Linked DNA regions of Mus musculus: regions 1 and 2 are each linked to region 3. The links are chromatin contacts, called in public Hi-C maps. All regions are on one chromosome and are shown on one strand. The core of a region is the stretch at or near the end of the contact, and the rest is flanking DNA. Distances in the headings are between cores, read along the strand shown.

Region 1 (3,482 bases), core at 590-3,089, 750 kb before region 3:
TTCTCTGGTCTGAGGGATTTTGGAAACTGTGCTATGTGGGAGTCTTATAGAACAGTGGTTCTCAACCGTCCTAATGCTGTGACTTTTTAATTTAGTTCCTCATGTTGTAGAGACCCCCAACCATAAAATTATTTTGTTGCTATTACATAACTATAATTTTTTTACTCTTATGAATCATCATGTAAATGGCTGTGTTTTAGGTGGTCTTGGGAGACCCCTGTGGAAAAAAAGCAGTTGCAACCCACAGGTTGGAAACCGCTGTTGTAGAGACATACAGCACGTACATACAGTAAATTCTTATACCTGGTCTGACTTAGTAGAAAGAAATAAAATAAAATAAAACCACAAGGAACTGTTTTAAATGTGATTCTTTTGTGAAACACAATTTTTAAACACTGACCTAGACCATCAGTAATAAGCTTTGATTTCACCACATTTTAGCTTTTAGGTAACAAAATTGAAGAATAAACAATATTTTCTTCTTTTTTATGGTCTATGGGGAAAAGACTTGAGTCTAACCCCATTTATCTTAGAATAAGTTTGATATTTCTTGCGGTCTCTCTTTAAAAAGATACTGTGTGGGCTACCATAGACTATCGGGCATCTGGTTAGTATACATACATTTTCAGTGTGCTATGGCTACATTTTGTTTGCTGATTTTATGTATAAACAGTGGTGTTTAGAGTATACAGAACTGATAGGCTACTATCTTCCTTTACATTTTTTAGATTTGTTTTACTTTATGTGCATGCATGTGTGTGCATCACAAACCTGCTTGTTGGGTCCCCTAGAACTGAGGGTATGATGGTTATGATGGTTATGATGGTTATGGTTACCATGATTATGAGTGTTGGGAATCTAACCTCCACCCTCTACATAAACAAGTGCTCTTAGCTGCCGGTGACGTGGCCAGCCCCAGCCTGGTATCCTTATTTACATTTTATCCTAAGGGGGAAAGTACACTGTTTGGATAGTGACAATTAATGCTTTTGTTGTTGTTCTACACTTTGTTGGAGGAAAAGAATCCTACATTAGAGCTATATATATGTCTGTATTTAAAACCAATCATATTCAGTAGCTGCTATCACATGATTTTTTGTATGACATCATATACTGTATTGTTTTTACATATTTAATGTGGTTTTGCTATTACAGTTTTACTTGATAAAATTTGCATAACATAAACACTAATATATTTTTAAATAGCAGCTAATAATGAGCACAAAGAAACAGACAATAAGTTAAGATGATATCATTTTTGACACACATGTGTTGCAAGGATAGATGGACAGGGACCTTTGGCATATTTGCATATTTCTGTTCCCTGCTTTGCAGTTTTTTTCCCAGTACATATTTTACTTTTAAAAAGAAAAGTGAAATTACCTCATTGTCCTGGGAAGGAAAGGAGATAGGGAGAGGGGAAAGGAGAGAGAGAGAGAGAGAGAGAGAGAGAGAGAGAGAGAGAGAGAGAGAGAGAGAGCGCCCTGCTTGTGGCCCAGCTGCCGTACACCCTGAGGCACTTTCCAGCAGGGGATGCTCACAGAGCAGACAGTCTGTGTGCTGTGGACACATTTAAGAATGACAAGAAATGTGCACTGTAAAAACACTTTAATGACTTTATTCAAAATACTCTGTTCATAGGCTTTAGAAGTAGCCCAGCCTCTGATACCAATCAATAGTATATGTAAAATTAAGGACTCACTCAATGAGTCATTTGCATCTTGCCGTTTGCCTTAAAATGACACTTTGCAAACCACAGTACATATGTTGCTGTGCATCAGTGAGGCGAACCCATAACTACTTTGACGAACAGAATCAAAGTAAAGTTAAATTGCTTAAAGCCCAGATTTAGGGAACGAAATTGAGGGTTGTAAACTAGTAGCCAACTAAAGCAAAACAGCCTGGAATGCCGGGAACCAATTGCACACATGAGGTCCAAGCAAAACAGATTGAATTGCTCGTGCTGTAATAAATTATAGATTTCACATTTGTATTTTGCAAGTGAGCACAGCAGCAAGTCAAGCACGTGGAAATAGAGACCAAAAGATGTCTTTTCCAATTCAGCCACACCTGTGACTAACAGGTAGAACATGCAAAGAGTTGGGCAGACAAGACTAAACTATGCCAACACTTGGAGACCAGAGTGCCACTGCAGAGGTAAACCATGGCTGTGGCAGGTGAAGGGTTAACTGTCACAGATGACTTAATGAATGTGATGCTTTTCACCCCTTCCTTTGTCTCTCTGTTCTCACAAGAAAACCCACACCACATTTAGCCTACACCCAAGGGGCTATCTCATTTTCTTCAGGGTTAATTTTCTCTCTTAACATAATGAGATAAATGACTCAGTAGGGCTAGTATCCTGGGAATGTTCAGAGGGCATGAAATGGTCACAAAATGGTTTATCTCCAACCTTCATTAGCCCATGAGATAACTGATTCTGGATATCCTATTTACTTACAACAATGAGGGACTTCTAAGGGAAGAGAGTTGCTGCCACAATGATGGAACTTGGCCTCCTGTTTCAGAACAGAGACTCACAAATCCCATTGGTGGGTCAAGACTGTCCAGAGTGAGAGGATGGGCTGATTTATGCTTCTAAGGTGTCCTGGAGTGTATCTGCCCTGATTGGTTTCCTTGATCTTGACATAAGTCACTTTGGAGTCAAGATAATGAATGTTACATTGAAGAGGCCCTCTGCTCTATGCAAATGGAATCTTATCTTCAAAGAGGGCAAATGCTTGAGAGAATTTCTTAGTGATTTAGAAGTATTACAAAAGGAAAATATTTTTGGATATTCATCCCTGACTATGTCTCATTTACTCTCACTTGAATAAGCAATGAAGCAAATCTATTAAAATAGTTTTAAATTTTCTTGCTTCTTCTTCTTCTTCTTCTTCTTCTTCTTCTTCTTCTTCTTCTTCTTCTTCTTCTTCTTCTTCTTCTAACTTTAGATTGTTATTAGTGGAAAGATTAATATGTATAATTAGCAACCTAAGTGCTGCTTCATATTTATTCTAAGTCAAAGAAGTCACACAACTTGAGACTTCTTGGCCCTGTATCTGTAGAACAAGGTGACTGTAAGAAACTCAGTCCTGAAACTAAATAAGGTTCATTGATGTAGGAAAAAAAATGATGATACCAGGTGCAATGCATTTGTAGGTGTGCATGAATCTAACAGTCAAGTTAGATGAAAAACATGTTATGTGTATACAGGGATGCTCTGGGATGTGTCTCTATACAGGGATGCTCTGGGATGTGTCTTTATACTGGGATGCTCTGGCTTATATCTAGATAGAGGGATTTTTTGGGATGTGTTTGTACAGGAATGCTCTGGGTTTGGGGCATTAGATGTTGAACGCAAATACAGACTTTGAATTACATCTTGTATTTCCCTAATTTTTTCTGCTGTGCCATTTTTCCAAAGCCTTTGTTGGCTGGCATAGTACATATTTGTTCGACATCTTTGTAGATTGATTGGA
Region 2 (3,269 bases), core at 11-2,510, 680 kb before region 3:
AGTATATTACTAATAAGGATGTTACAGGACAAACAGGCATAAAGTATGTGTAAAGTTCACCTTTCTGTTAGTCTAGCTAAAGTTGCCATAACAAAATAATAGAGACTAGTGGCTTAAAAAGAAAGTTATCTGTTCATAGTGTGGGAAATTCAAGATGAGAGTGTTGGCAGGTCTAGTTTTTCCCGAAGGTTCTTGCTTTGTGTTTCAGGTAGCAGTATTCTTGTGCCTTCTTTGCCCATCTGATTGTTCATATGTGTCTGGTCTAGTATCTTTTTTCCTTTAAAAAAAAAGTCAGTCATCTTGCAATACACCCTTATAATGGATCCCACCTTATGGAACTTTTCAAAGACCTTGTCTCCAAATACAGACACATTAGGGAGGTTATTGTCAGAGAGGATGACACTATTCCAACAATATGATGACCAGGTCAGACTTAGGAAATATCACAGGTCTTTTATTAACTGTTTATGTTCAAGTTGCCTAATCTCTTTAAAGCTCAGATCCTTCTCTTGCAACAGCAATTAGTCATGCACCGTGCAGTGTTAAAATGGGTAAAGTGTAGCCCTGAGGAGGCACACCAGCATTACCACTGACTTGTGAGATGCTGCCCAAAGCTATTTATAGGATGACACATTTGACTTTATTATCCTCCACTGGAACTGCCAATAAATTAGATTTTCCTTTCTGTGACCTTTCTACTCCCCCCCCCTTCTGTCTCCATGGCCAGAAACAAAACTATTAGTGTTTCTGAATCTAACCCTAAGAGTGAAGAGTTCAGAATAGAAAAATATTAAGCTTCTCAAATATCCATTAAATGAAACAAAGTAATAATTTTAACTAAAAAGGAAGGAAAAAAAAAGAAAGAATGAATTTGATTTGTAGCTGCCAGTTCACTCAACATATAGAGCTTAAGACAGAATAAGCTATTCAAAAGTTTAAAAAGAGTATTTAAATATTTAATCAAGTAGAATTACTCTAACAACCTAAAAATATAGATTTACTTTCTACGTCACCAAACCAAAATGCTCTGTGCAGATATATTTGACTCACAGTAGATAACTGTTTTAAAAGAGTCACTCTACCTGAGAGAATTCAAAGATTTAAAAGATGCTTAATTTCATTTGCAGCTAGCTGTTCTATAACATGCCTCCCAAGTCTTTTCTGTGATGAAAAACCTCTGCTTCTTTGTTGAGTCTGGTGTCTGTCAGTGGGTTTCAAAGGGCATCTGATCATTATTTAAGCTTAAACTCAATTATTCAGACATGCCCATGGCCCTAGCAGCAAGGCAGAACAGCAAAGCTCTCTGAACTGCTTAGCGCCAGGAGAGGAGTTCCATTACCCGGGTTGCAGGATGAAATGTTCAAGGTGTCGAAGCAGCAATCGTGTACCACATTATTTATGCCCACCTCACAGGAAACCCTTTTTGTTAACGGGCACAGTAGTATTATATTTAACTCCGGAAATATTTCCAAAAGAAATCAACAGGCCACATTTAGATTCTACAAAGGAGACGGTGCCTAAATTCCTTTCCTCTAAGTCATTCCCTCTCCGGTTTAAATACCATCACATCCACTCAGGACAGGTAGCTTAATCTCTATCACGTGCGGCTTTGCAGGCCATTAGCTTTGTTTCCAGGGCCAGTGATGGAGCGCTGTTCAGTGTGCTTGGAAAGCCTGCAGAGGCCCACATTCATTCAGGAAACTCCAGCCGAACTAGATCCATATGTTGCTTAAACATGGAGCTTTCTGATTGGAGGTCGTTTCTGGCTTCCAGCGTCATCGCAGATGACTCTTGTCCTTTGATGTGCTGCTAAGTAGAAAGTAATGTCAGACCCCCAAACCCAAAGCTTTGTGTGTGTGTGTGTGTGTGTGTGTGTGTGTGTGTGTGTGTGTGTGTGTTAGCGTTTACTGAGTACTTAGGGCTCCTGCACTGTATTGCACTTTCTGAACATGCTTCCTGCTCTGATGAATTTAAAGCTAACGACAACATTATGATGGGAGTGGTATCATCTCGGTTTTCCTTGGAGCTTCGACCATTGAGTGAACTTGCCGGATGTTTGAGTGACTTGAGAGTGGGAGGGTTGGTCCCTGAGGTGCATGTCATTTGTGTCAATATAGTCCCTAAGCTCTGCTTACTCTAGGTGAATGATGCTCTTAGGGGTGATAGCACTAGACAGGAATAGGAGGATTCCCTGCAATTATCTCTTTAAAAAGTATATTTGAAGCTGATAATTTCAAGTCCTGGGGGGGGGGTCTGAAAATCTCTAGATACAAATTCATCAAATGCCGTTAGACAGACACAGAGTTAGGAGCCATTCTCACTTACATGCTTTGGTAAAGTAGCCATCTTAGGGCTAACTTAAAATATAAATGCTTCAATTCCACATGCATTGCTTGGTTTTGTGTGTGTTTTCCTAAAATAAGATTCTTTATTAGTTCAGTTTGGAAAGAATGTTCTTTCTCTGTGAAATTCAGGTTTCTCAAGTCATTACATCCTGACAGACATATATGTATTCACGTTGTAGTTCCTGTCTGTTATGCAGCAATAATTTTATAGAAGATAATCCTTTCTAGTCACTAAGGATATGGTAGACAGAATAAGAAAAGAATATAAACCTTAGTTGTTTTTTTCTCCTATTCAACTCTAGTGGCTGCCTGAGGTAGAAGCTGAAATCTTGGGCACACCCCCTTGAACTTGGAGGTCAGATCCCCAAATGCCCTACCCTGGGGAGTCTCCCTGGGTAAGCTTTGATCTTGGCTACACAGGAAACAACCCAGTTAGTTCATCCAAGCTGTATTTTGCCTTCTCTACTTTAGAAAGTGTAAAACTTTCTGTAAAATTATGGCATTCCGAGGGTTGGGGTGATAGCTTGGTGGGAGAGGATTTGCCCAGCATGAACATATTTTGGGTTCTAAACCCAGCACAGCAAAATAAATAAGTCAATGAATAACTGAATATACATAAACAACACAAATATTTAAGACAGCTAGGTTTGTTTTACTCTGGCCTGGAACTTGTAAAATATTAATCCTGATCAATATTAATGATTAAAATGTTGCACTTGATAGTAAAACAACTAGGACTACTATTGAATTAACAAGCTTTCTTTTCCTTAAGAAAGAAATTATTTGAAACTCAATAGCCACTGGTCTTTTAGGCAGACCATAGACACCTTCAGATCTGAGATGACTTGTCATCACCCCAAGTGTTTGCCTTACACATCTTGGCTATAGCAGTCATCTGAACACTGGTATTCTTAGGCCACACCC
Region 3 (3,201 bases), core at 327-2,826:
ACCTGAAATAGCAAATTCTAAGAAGGTTGCATTTGGAGCCCCATTTCATTTACATTAAATGAGTAAAGTGGAACTGTGGGAAGCAGGCTGCCCTCGGTGATTTCAGAGTGGTTTTAAAAGTCACTCTCGGCTGGGTGTGGTGGCACATGCCTTTAATCCCAGCAATCGGGAGGCAGAGGCAAGCAGATTTCTGAGTTCGAGGCCAGCCTGATCTACAAAGTGAGTTCTGTTCTAGGACAGCCAGGGCTATACAGAGAAACCCTGTCTCGAAAAACCAAAAAAAAAAAAAAAAAAAAAAAAAAAAAAAAGTCACTCCCTTGCAGTTTCACTGAAAAACAGAAAATAAGTTGAGGAGCGTGCCAGAGTTCACAGGAAATTAGTACGTGCTGTATCCGAGGAATAAAAACTATTGGAAAGCCTTCTGTCGCAGTTCTTACTCTCAATCCTTCTAAGGGGGGAACAAATAGGTGAAAATTAAGCATGCATCTAAATTAAAAAAAAAAAAAGGTAAAACAATTCAGAGAGTACAACAAACAGAAACACTAGAGTAGCTGAGAGCAGTAAGAAAAATAAAACAGGAAATTAATTGTAAACTGAAAATTATTTGATGGTTAATTGTTTAGAAAAAAACAAAGTAATATAAAATTAGGAAAAACAAAAACAAAACAAAGAATAATAGAAAGTGCAAGTTATCTATGCGAGTAAGTGTGCACCAGTGAGCACAGGTGACAGAAGAGGCCAGAGTCTGTGGATTCCTGCAGCTGGAGTTATAGGTGGCTGGAAGCTGTTCGGTGTTCCTGGAGCTGAACTCAGTTCCTCTGCAAGAATAGTCAGCGCATGCTTTTAACTGCTGAACCGCCCCCTCTCTCACCCTCACCCCCATTATTAAATAAGGAGCTATATCCTCTTGAGAAGAGTGCTCTAGTATGGACCCGACTGTTTGATGTTGTATCCCCAGGGCATTCTGAAGCTGTAATGAAAATCTTATTTACTGGTTTTGAGTTTCCTTTTAAAATGGTGCCTGTATCTCTTAGATTTAGTGTGTGAACTAAAATAAAAATAAATTGCACTTGTCTGTTAGTGCTTAAAGCAAGGAAGGAATCTTTAGCGTATTTTGACCCTGATGTTTAATAAAATCTGCACCATTAAAAGGTCACAATGAGTCAAACGTACTCTATATGGATGCACAACAGTTACTGAATTTTATCTTTGAAACAACCTTTTAACGCAGGGGCAGTAGCCCATGAAAGTTCTGACAGTCACATTTCTCTTATTGGATGAAAAAGAGCAAGCTTACTTTTTTTTTTCCCCTGAATGCCTCTGGCCACTCCTGGAGATAAATCACACTGAACACACAACCCACCTTTCTATAGGGTAGAGTTTATTTGTGTCTTATTATTTATCAAACAGTAACTGAGGAATTTATGAATAATGAAACGCTTCTCAAAATAAATGAGGGATTCCTTTCGCTCCGTTATTAATTATAGACCCTAAACTGGACGCTTTGGTCAGGAGCGGAGGTGCTCAGAAGGAGCCGTACAAAGTGCAGGCCCTGCTGTGTGGGTAAACTGATGACTCAATTCTAATATTAGGTTGAGCCGGGCACTCGAACTCTGCCAAGCCAGCTCCACGGGGAGCCCCACTTCAGCCCACTCACGTTTCCTAATAACGTGTTCTGTTTCAACACAGCTCAAGCCGGCCCTGTTCCCCGTGGCATTTTGATGTGAAAATGAAGGCAGCGCGTACAATAATGGATTGTAGAGATTTTTTTAGGATAAGATTTTTAAAGCAGCGGGTTGAAAGGCCATGGCGGGTATTGTGACAACGGCACATAGCTATGACCTAATGAAAATTAGAAATGATTCGCCGTTAGTATCTCTCTTTTGTTGTTTTGTCACAAAATGACTCCCCCTGCATTAAGAGGAAGATAAATCAGCTGTTATTCTGAGCAGGAAGAAGATGCTGGCGGGGAGGAGGGGCACTTAGACCCGTATCCTTGTAAAAAATAGGAGTCTGAAGCAGATTTAATTTATAAACCTGAGGGCAAAGAAGTTTCATGTGACGCTGGCCATGCGTTTCTGTGTTTTGACATTAGGGATTTAAGCTATCAGGCTGGTTGAGATTTTTACGACCCCTTTAGACATGTTTATTTGAAATCTCCCTGGCTTTCCTTGGTGAACTTTAGCCATGCAAAAGAACCCCAGGGCACAGACTCACCTCTGGCAGATTTGTTTCCCATTTCTCTGCTCTCAGAACTCCAGCTCCACCAGTATTGCTACACAGATCAAAAGACCCGTGTTTATTGTCCAGGCCACATGGTGGAAAATATATCTCTGCATAAGCTCTGCATTGGGTTTCCTGCCTCGAGAAGACAAAATCCTTTCTGTTTAGAAACAAAGATTGTTCTTAGAGAGTCCTGGCCTTGCCTAAAAAGCTGTCCCGCCTAGCTGCTGGCAAACTCAGTACTGTTTCTGAATAGGGGAAAAAAAAATCATTGCTTCGGTTGTGGTTTTTTAATAACGCATCCCCCTTCCTTAGCGATCACAGCTTCAGAGGTCTTTGGAAAAGTCTCTCAGATTTCTGGACACCTTGTTCTTCCTCAGTCTGAAAAAAGTAAAAGAGTGCAGAGAGCAGGTGACTTGAATGTTTTTGCTGGATTTTGAGGGGTCAGCCACACATCAATCTCATCACTTTCTAGGTTTCTCCTCCATGATTCTGCAAGTGCTTATTCGGGGAATTAAAGAAAGTCCTTTTAATTGAGCAGATCCTGAATTAGTGCAACACCGTGGGGCATTGGGTATTACTCAGCAGCAAGGATTCAATTACCAAGGTCAACACAGATGTAGCTAAGTCCTCCAGGAACCTATTTTATCCTAAAAAGTCCACATGCAGCCACAGAGGGTTTTTTTTTTTTTTTAATTAGAATCCCTCTCTGCAATACAAACTTGTGAAAAGTGCTCCACTTTGCTACAAGAATAGGCTGTTTCTGCCAACGGCTTGAAGTGATCTAAGAATCTGCATGATAAAGCTTAGAAATCAGAAGAGACAATCTATGGACTAGAAAAAATTCCCTATATACCATGTATGTGACAAAAAATTCAAAGCCAAAATATTTCAGAAATTCACCCAACTCAGTAATGTGATAAACAAACAGCCTGGTTTTTAAAATGACAAAAGACTCTCATTCTTCCAAGGAGGAGA

The links. Hi-C and Micro-C count contacts between places; a contact is called where the count stands out from the background.
Region 1: a contact with region 3 is called in a Hi-C map of the N1E-115 cell line, with 3 times the contacts expected there. The contact joins two enhancer-like sites.
Region 2: a contact with region 3 is called in a Hi-C map of the N1E-115 cell line, with 3 times the contacts expected there. The contact joins two enhancer-like sites.

Annotation. Positions count from the first base shown.
Region 1 is chr12:34,345,773-34,349,254 of GRCm38.p6, reverse strand. The region is part of intron 14 of Hdac9 (histone deacetylase 9); the gene reads left to right. Among named protein-coding and RNA genes, the nearest start is that of Gm51984, 130 kb to the right of the region's middle. Within about 2 kb of position 1,839, at least 4 of the 459 cell types and tissues checked have an H3K27ac peak or open chromatin away from gene starts, as enhancers often do. A contact at or near this core is called in the N1E-115 cell line, where this site is marked.
Region 2 is chr12:34,268,297-34,271,565 of GRCm38.p6, reverse strand. The region is part of intron 18 of Hdac9 (histone deacetylase 9); the gene reads left to right. Among named protein-coding and RNA genes, the nearest start is that of Gm51984, 55 kb to the right of the region's middle. Within about 2 kb of position 1,260, at least 20 of the 459 cell types and tissues checked have an H3K27ac peak or open chromatin away from gene starts, as enhancers often do. A contact at or near this core is called in the N1E-115 cell line, where this site is marked.
Region 3 is chr12:33,591,591-33,594,791 of GRCm38.p6, reverse strand. No RefSeq gene overlaps it. Among named protein-coding and RNA genes, the nearest start is that of Gm23529, 140 kb to the right of the region's middle. Within about 2 kb of position 1,576, at least 24 of the 459 cell types and tissues checked have an H3K27ac peak or open chromatin away from gene starts, as enhancers often do. A contact at or near this core is called in the N1E-115 cell line, where this site is marked.